Regions from separate parts of the Gossypium hirsutum genome. Here region 2 is linked to region 1. A link is a contact called in public Hi-C data. All regions are on one chromosome and are shown on one strand. The core of a region is the stretch at or near the end of the contact, and the rest is flanking DNA. Distances in the headings are between cores, read along the strand shown. Region 1 has its middle 12 kb from the start of LOC107962487. Region 2 holds the start of LOC107962490 (ubiquitin-fold modifier 1).

Evidence for each region. Hi-C and Micro-C count contacts between places; a contact is called where the count stands out from the background.
Region 2: a Hi-C map of leaf shows a contact between it and region 1, with 2.2 times the contacts expected there. The contact joins the promoter of LOC107962490 here to the enhancer-like site in region 1. A contact is called at or near these places in 3 of 34 Hi-C or Micro-C datasets (callus and leaf).

What each region holds. Positions count from the first base shown.
Region 1 is chrA06:6,737,003-6,741,240 of Gossypium_hirsutum_v2.1, reverse strand. No RefSeq gene overlaps it. Among protein-coding and RNA genes, the nearest start is that of LOC107962487, 12 kb to the right of the region's middle. Within about 2 kb of position 1,815, at least 4 of the 9 cell types and tissues checked have an H3K27ac peak or open chromatin away from gene starts, as enhancers often do. A contact at or near this core is called in leaf, where this site is marked.
Region 2 is chrA06:6,825,727-6,829,964 of Gossypium_hirsutum_v2.1, reverse strand. LOC107962490 (ubiquitin-fold modifier 1) reads left to right here and starts at 2,441. Exons shown (of 4, transcript XM_016898898.2): 1 at 2,441-2,624; 2 at 2,739-2,836; 3 at 3,931-3,963. The coding sequence starts at 2,557.

The DNA.
Region 1 (4,238 bases), core at 566-3,065:
TACTGAAAATGCGCCCTAGGCAGAGCGTTTTCCTTCTCTGATTTTTAACCCCCTGAAAAGTTTTTAGAATCCGGGAATCCTGATCCTCATTTTTAGATATCCCGAAATTCTCGAGATATTTTTAAATTAACCAATGCATATTTTTATTTTCTTTTTTACTCGTTGCCCACCCTATTGCCTATATAAAGGGGGTTTTGTTCCCCCTACTCCATCATCGCTCTCGACTACCTTTCCTCACTCTTAAAAACTTCTCTACGTTATTGTTTATATTTTACTTGCAAGTGTTTAACTTTTTTTCTAGATATATTTATTTCATTTTGAGGGAGATAGTATGCTAGTTTTACGGTGTGTATGTGTTCATGGTGATGTGATGGCACTCTGAGACCCACGTATTCCATATGTTGTGTCAGGACGAAACCATTGCATTAAAAGTCCATCGCATTGCAACTCAAGCTCTGAGTTCGAGGTGCCAATACGGTCATGGGTTGTAGTCTAACTACGAGTCCTAGTTGATGGACATTAATGTATGGTCTCGAGTTGGAGTATAACTCAGGAGCCCACTTGACAGTGGTTATGTGGTCATAAGTTCAAGTTCTGCCTCATCGGAAGTGGATGGCTTGTAAAACCAATCCATAAGTTGGAGATCATAATTGTGGGGATAAACTCAGGGACTTTCCAGTATAATTCACTTGTTCCTTTTCTCCATCACCACTAAAGGCAGAATCATCAACTTTCCTCTTGTTTGAAATCGATGACGAAGTTGGGAGCAAGTACATTGTTAGGGGGTGAGTGACTATTGCATTAGACAAAAGCTGAAGGTAGTTTCAGGTCTACAGTGATTGTTGTGATTAAATCACTCATTAAAATAACTACAATCGTCGCTGCCTTGACTTGACCTTTAGCTTCTTTCCATCACTACAGTCACTCACCCCTTGACAGGGCTCTTGTATCCAACTCTGTCACTGTTTCAGACGATAGGGATGTTATGAATCTTGTTTTTGGTAGTGAAGGAGAAAATTTATAACTTGGTTATACTGGAAAGCCCTTGAGTTTTTCCCTACGATTATCATTTCAAACTTCTGTATCGGGTTTACAAACCATCCTCTTCTGGTGATGTGGAACTTGAACCCATGATTGCATAATAATTGTCAAATGGAATCCCAGGTTATGCTCCAATGTGTGACCCCACATTAACATCCGTCAACTAGGAACCTTTATTATACTACAACTCATGACTGTATAAGCACTGTGTACTCGAAGCCTGAGTTACAATGCGATGGATTTCTAAGGCAATGGTTCCATCCTGACACGAAAGTAGAAATGTATATGTCTCCCAATGCTATTGCATAACCGTCAACTAAAATATACCTTTAAGCTTTTACAATATCTATATCAAACACAAATATAATTAAATCGATCTCCCCATATTTCCAACCCTAAACCATAAATATCCTAAAAAAATCCTAAACCTGTCCGAGAAAAAAAAGTGAAATGTATCTTATCTCTCCAAAATCAAACTATTCCAATAAATATCACAAAAATACCTATTCTGTTAATTTTTTTAAAATCCGGCATTTTTGCCTAATTTAGCCAAACATAAAGGCAACTTCGTGGTATAGCCGAACATTTAACATGGGTGTCTTTGAATGATTGTTCGAAAGTGAGGGGACAGAAAAGGTCGCATGTAACCAACCGTTGATTATCATTTGAGGAGAAATATTACACGTGTCGAAAAATTAGAGCATCAGACGTCATGATCAGACATCAGACGCTAGGAACAAAATTTTGTTCTACAGTTCACGAGGCTGGTGGGTGAGTTATGGATAGCAGATAACCTCGTGATCTGGTTGAAATGCCGCCACGTGTTACCACGTCAGTTCTGTCCACTTTTTTTTTTGACTGTCTTTGTCAAAATACAAAATAAATAAAACAAACGAAACACGGTTTATCCAGTGATCTTATGCGTGGCGGTACACGTTAACAATCAGTGTAGTTGCCCTCTAACTTCACAGCCAATAAAAGCGACCGCTCAACTAGTGGAGAAAATGACACTTTAAATAAATAAAAAAAGGTAAAAAAATATGCGTATTTTACAAAATAATATTCCACACGGCGCTTGTTAACGAAGGAGGCTAAAAATTCTAAGATGTCAACCATTATTGGATGTTCTAATTACAATCTTCCCTACCAATTACGTACTAATTATAAATTTGTTTTAAATTCAATGTTTTTTGACTTAATTTTTGGTCAAATGTTATACAAATTCAATAAATAAAATAATCACAATTTTTAATAGTTTTATTAAAGATTCTGATCATTTCTGTTATTTTTTCACAGAATACTTGAAATTATCTAAAGTCCCTCTCTAACCCATAAATAAGAGGATAATATGTTTCAATGCACCCGAACTCACGTACTCCTGTATTGGCAATAATATTCATACCAATCGAGTTAATACTCAATCAGCTCAAAAAAATTTCTTTTATCATCACATTTATCCATTTAAACATGTAATTTAATTTTATAGTGTATACAAATTTAGACTCCTTTTCTTTAATAAAACAAAAAAAATATCATATTCATACAAAATTTGAAAAATTATTAATTAGTGAATAATCAAATGTCTTTAAACATGCATGGGTTATGAAGAATAAATAAATAAAACAACTATATAACATATGATTTTCTTAAGTGTTGTTTTTAAAATTAGTGAATCAACTCACATAATCACGTTCTTAAATTAACTATTTTTAACATATGATATGTTGTTATATATAATATTTATTATCTAATTAATTTACTCAATATTTTCACGTTTTATTCTAGAAATATAATTAAATAAGAATGGTTAAGTAATGGAGTATCTAATTTTTTATTTAATTAAATCTTGTACTATATAATAATAAAAATATATATTTATTAAAAATTTATATAACAATAACGTAAAGTTCAAGAATTAAAATTTATAATTTTTTAAGTTGAAATCTTAGTATATGATAGATTTTATTGAGTTTATATAAGGATAAAATACATTGTAATAATATAATTTACTTGGTATAGAAAAGAGTTTTTAATTATTTTTTAATTAATTTTATGTTTAATTAATTTGTGACGTTATTTTAATTAAAGATTTTAAATACAATATAGATAATATAATAAATATATTATTTGTTTTATAAATTAGTTGCGTTTTAATATTAAATTCTATTGAGAGTATTATAATTAATATATATTATTTAAACATTTAATTAAGTTCGCTATAACTTAATTAGATATTAAATTAGTTGTGAAACGATAAAAAAGCCTATTTATTTTATAAAATGTGTTATATATTATTATAAATGTGTTTTTATTTCTTAAAATTATTTATATAAATCAATAAAAAATTTACCATTTATACGGATTATTTTAATTTTTATTTAATTTAGAAAAATAAAAATAAAAGAATCGTGAAAAATATAAACTTATTTGCCAAAAGAAAAAGATACCAACTTAAATAAATAAAACAATATTGATAAAAAAAAAGAAAAAAAAAGGGCGTCGTAAAAGGACAAAACGGTAAGAGCATTGAGCAAGTGGGCATAGAGAGCTTAGCCTCAAACGAGGGCATCCTATCCTATACCCACTATTGTCAGTACAATGACGCATCCCCGTACTGTCCTACAGGTGATTCCACACATTTGTAGAAGTAGAACCTTCTCTCCGTTTCCCCGTTTCCGTTAAACCACTATATTTGGCAATGACATCGTTAAAAAATAGATAAATTACTATTAAAGTTATTAAATTATTAATAAATTTATATTTTAGTCATTTAACTTTAAAAAGTTATAAAATGATCATTAGATTATTTGAAAGTTTTTATTTAAGTCATTAAGCTGTTAAGTATTTTTTTAAAGTCCAACTAGTGAACTTTAAGTGACGATTTTATTATCGATATAATAGTTCAATACCCATTGACAAGTAGAAAAACATACCTTAGATTTAAGTTGATCTGATAGACAGTTAGAATATCAAAGGAGAAAGTTATTTGGATTTTGGTTCAATGATTTATAACGTTCAAAGTTATTTCATGAAAAAAAATAAAAACTAGATAAGAGAAGGGGAGGGGAGCTTTCGATTGGTGCAGGTGGTGCGAATAGAGAATGTCATATACCACCATTTTTAATAGCCCAGTGACTTAAATGAAAATTTTTGAATAGTTTAATGACTATTTTATAACTTTTTAAAATTGAATAACC
Region 2 (4,238 bases), core at 1,192-3,691, 88 kb before region 1:
AGATGTAATTTTTAACAAAAAAATTAATTTATTCTTTGATCTAACGTACAAAAACTAATTTACTCATTTTTAATAGAGAAAACTAAATGTAATCTAACCTGTAATACGAAAATTTTCGTAATACTTTTACCGAATGATGTCATGCGAAGTTCTATATAGCATTTAAAAGCACTTTCGTGGTGCTTTAAATTCTTGGGAAGATAATAGCTTTGGGTAGACCAAAAGCTTCTAAATCTTTCAATGGATGTATTGTCCCACGTGCTTAAAGGATGTTTCATTGAAGAATCCCTTTCTTTTTTCTTTTTTTCCATCCTCCTCATCATAAAATCGAGAATATCCTCAATCAATTGAGTTAAGCTTCAATTTTTTTTTATTAAAACACTATTTTACACCTAATATAAACATAGCTCTAATAATCTTAATTGAATTATGAAAGATAATTGTTAAGTACGAATAAACTGCACTTAAAAAAATCTAAAATAATTTCAACGATCAACTAAGTTAAGTTTTAAGTTCTATATTTTATTCAAATCTCGTTAGATAATCTTAATTTCATTATGAATATCAATGGTTTTCAATGAGGTATTAACTTAATAGTAAGGTTGAAGTTTTGAAAACTCTGAGATTCAGGATTCAAGTTTAACTATGTGTAAATACCATATGTAAGTTCTCAATCAAAATTTAATTTAAGTTTTACGATATATGAATCTTGTTTAATCATTATTCTGATGATCAATTTGATGATGATATTGCATGTATTTGTAACCTAAAAAATGGATGAAAGTGAAATGGTAAGTGCAAGGAAACTAGATACACTGAAAGAAAACTCCATGAACCAAAAATAGCTTTACTTGAAGGAAGGAGATGAATGATAGAGTAAGTGGGATGGTGAAGGACCATGTAACATGGGAAGGGTCAGACCAGAATCTAAGGCTTGGCCCAGCCATTGTGCCATTGGCTCCATCTTCCATGTTCTCTTCTCTGCCTTCCTTTTTCCCTTTTTTATTTTCTCCAAAAAGTTCGAGCTGACTACATACATTTTTATGACTTTCATATATAATTTTATGGTAATCTCCAAAAGCGCATAATTGGGTATCATATCTTCTTCATTGGGCCCTCAAAGTACTAAAGCTAAGGGCATTGCCGGCCCATCTCAACCTAACACCCCAACTCAAGTGTTTCTCAATCATTATTAAATAGAAAATATCTGTCAATTGAATCTTAATTCGGTTGACATTGGTCAGTGAATCTTAATTCGGCTGATATTGGTATTATTATCAATATAAGAGACTGAATCATATATATTCTCTTATTTAAGGGTTGAGAAAAAAAATATCTTAAAAAATTTGAATTTAATTTAATTGATTTTTTTCGTTAAAATGAGTTGGAATTTTAGAATTTGTAATTTTTTATCTCCAAATTTGAGTATTGACTTTGGGCAAGCAACATAAAATTAATTTTTTTTAAAAATATTTGGATAATGTGTTTTTAATAATTCATGAAATTGTAGTTCCTCCCTAACCCATAAATAAAAAATAATGTGTTTCAATGCACTCGAAAACACATCCTCTTAAATTGATAACAATGCTCATGTTAATCGAACTAAAATACAATCCATATTCATTTACTTATTTTTTATGTGTAGGTTATATGTTGATGAATTTTTTTAAAATCATATAATTTATTTGTCATGTTTATGAATTTATAATAAAACATGTTCGCAAACCATTAAAAATATGTTCATAATATAATAATTATATTATAATATATAAAATAAAAAACACCAATGATAAAAAAAGTTATTAATCTAATCATAATATTCGTTATTTTATACAACTGGATAAATGAATAGAGACCATAAAAATAAACTATTTATGAATGAATATCATATATTCATTTTAAATTGCTTCATCATCGCTTAAAATTTTTAAATAGACTTATATAAAATTAAAAAAAATACAAAAATAATTAAAAATAAAGATATAATTCTTAAAAATTAAAAAAGTTTCTAGTGGCTCAATTTCAAAGTATCACATTATTACACTTTAATAGAATCCAAATTTAGGGATTAAATTGGATAAAAATTATCAAATTTTGAAACTAATGTGAACAAAAAAATCAGAGGCCATAGTTGGAAAAGTTACAAGTTGAGAGACTGGGCACTAAATGTTCCTTTATTCCTATTCATTTTTCCTCTCCAAATCTAGTATTTAATTAACAAACTTTAAGGACTAAACTGGGAACTCTGATAACGTTAGAGACTAAAGTAGGAAAAAAATTTAAGGACTAAAGTGATAAAAACGGTATACTTCAAGGACTAAAGTTTGCATTAAGATTTTAATTAATTATATAATCAGAATATTTCTAATCAAAGGTCCAGGCCCAATGAACCCAGCTCCTTTTTAGGCCAAAACCCAGCCCATTCGAAGTCGATTTTTTTCACTGTTTTTCATTTATAGCGATATCTATATATTAATTTCGAGAAATTTAATTAAAAAGATTATATATAATCAGATCTCTTTTTGTTGGGAAAATTTCAGAAAGCAAAGGAGAGAAATGGCGAGCGGAGGAAAAGTGTCATTTAAAGTCACTCTTACCTCTGATCCTAAGCTCCCTTTCAAAGTGTGAGTTCTTTTTTTTTTTTTTTGGGGGGGGGGGAGGGTTCGATCGCTTGATTTAATTTTCCCTAATTTTGGTTATTAATCTTGATTTTTTTTATATGATTTTCGTAATTGCAGGTTTAGCGTGCCTGAAGCAGCCCCTTTTACAGCCGTCTTGAAATTCGCAGCCGAGGAATTCAAAGTCCCTCCTCAAACCAGTGCTATCATCACCAATGGTAATTCAATTCGTTCCTTCTACTCTTTTTCTTTTTTGGATTTAAGTATTGATTTTGGTGATTTTATATTTCTTTCTGCATGTTTCAATTAAATCACATGCTTTTTTTTGTTAAATTAGGATTTGGGAATTGGAAGATGTAAACTGGCTTAGATTAGCAAATTTGCCCTTTTTTAAAGGAAATCGAAATAATTGGTGAATTAGGCAGAATTCAATTTAGTACAATCTGATTTTCTTAGGCAACTATGATGAAAAAAAATACGTGATCAAAATAATTGTTTTTCTTTTAATATTTTGATAGAATTGGCAGATGTTATATGCTTTTTTGTCAAGTGCAATCTCTTTATTTATTTTCTATTATGTTATTTAAAGTGTTTTTTTTTTAACATTTGGGCTATTTTTTTTTCTTAGCTATATTATCTTGTTCCCCTACTTAAAATTCATCTGTATTCACTTATTTGTGGCTGCAAACATTGTGTTAATTTCATGAGAAGTTGTCAACTATGGTTAAAGGCTATTCATTGTTTTTCAATGTGCAATGTTTTTTCTCCCTACCTGGAGCAAAATGGGTCATAAGTCAATCAGGGTTGTTCGGTCTTATTGATTAGTAATGACATGAGAGACTTGTACAGAGGAGCACATTACGGTGCTCCATTTTTTCTATACATATGGTTGTCATTTAGTTAGATTAGCTAAAATATCAAGCAGGCCAAGACAATGAAAAGACACTATATGCTCTTTAGCAAACAATTAAAAATGGCCTAATCAAGTTCATCATATTTGAAAGGATTCATTATCTTCTGCTTGAAATTTGGTTCTGTTTGTCGATAAATGATAGTTGGAACCGATTGTTGATAAATCAAAACTTTGCCAAGGTTAACTCTCCATAAGCAGCTTTGGCTCCATTTTTATCATTTACTTTTCAATAATCATAGTTGCAACTATGTTGTTTTAAATATAAATGTGTATATAGTTGGGATCAGCTGGGCATGTCAACTCTATGATGTTAGGTATCTTAATATGTTCATCCTAAATTATATGTTAGTTTCCACTTCATTTTATATTGAATTATATTATGTTTTTTTCTGAAAACAGATGGTGTGGGAATCAATCCTCAGCAAAGTGCAGGTATGCTGACACTTAATTGTTGTTGACTAATTTTAGGGTTTTAGAGCTTCATTTTATTTGCTCTTCTTTATCAAGTCTCCTGAAATTTTACCATTTTCTTTAAACTTTGCACTTGAAATAAGCATCGATATTTTCATTTTTGAGAATCCGGCATTTAAGATTAGTTTAGGATATCATTTAAGCAGACAGGCATTCCTGTGTCAGTTTCACTTTCGTTGAATACTTTCAGAAAAACTTAATGATGTGAATTGCAGCTATGTTAAGTCTATTCTACC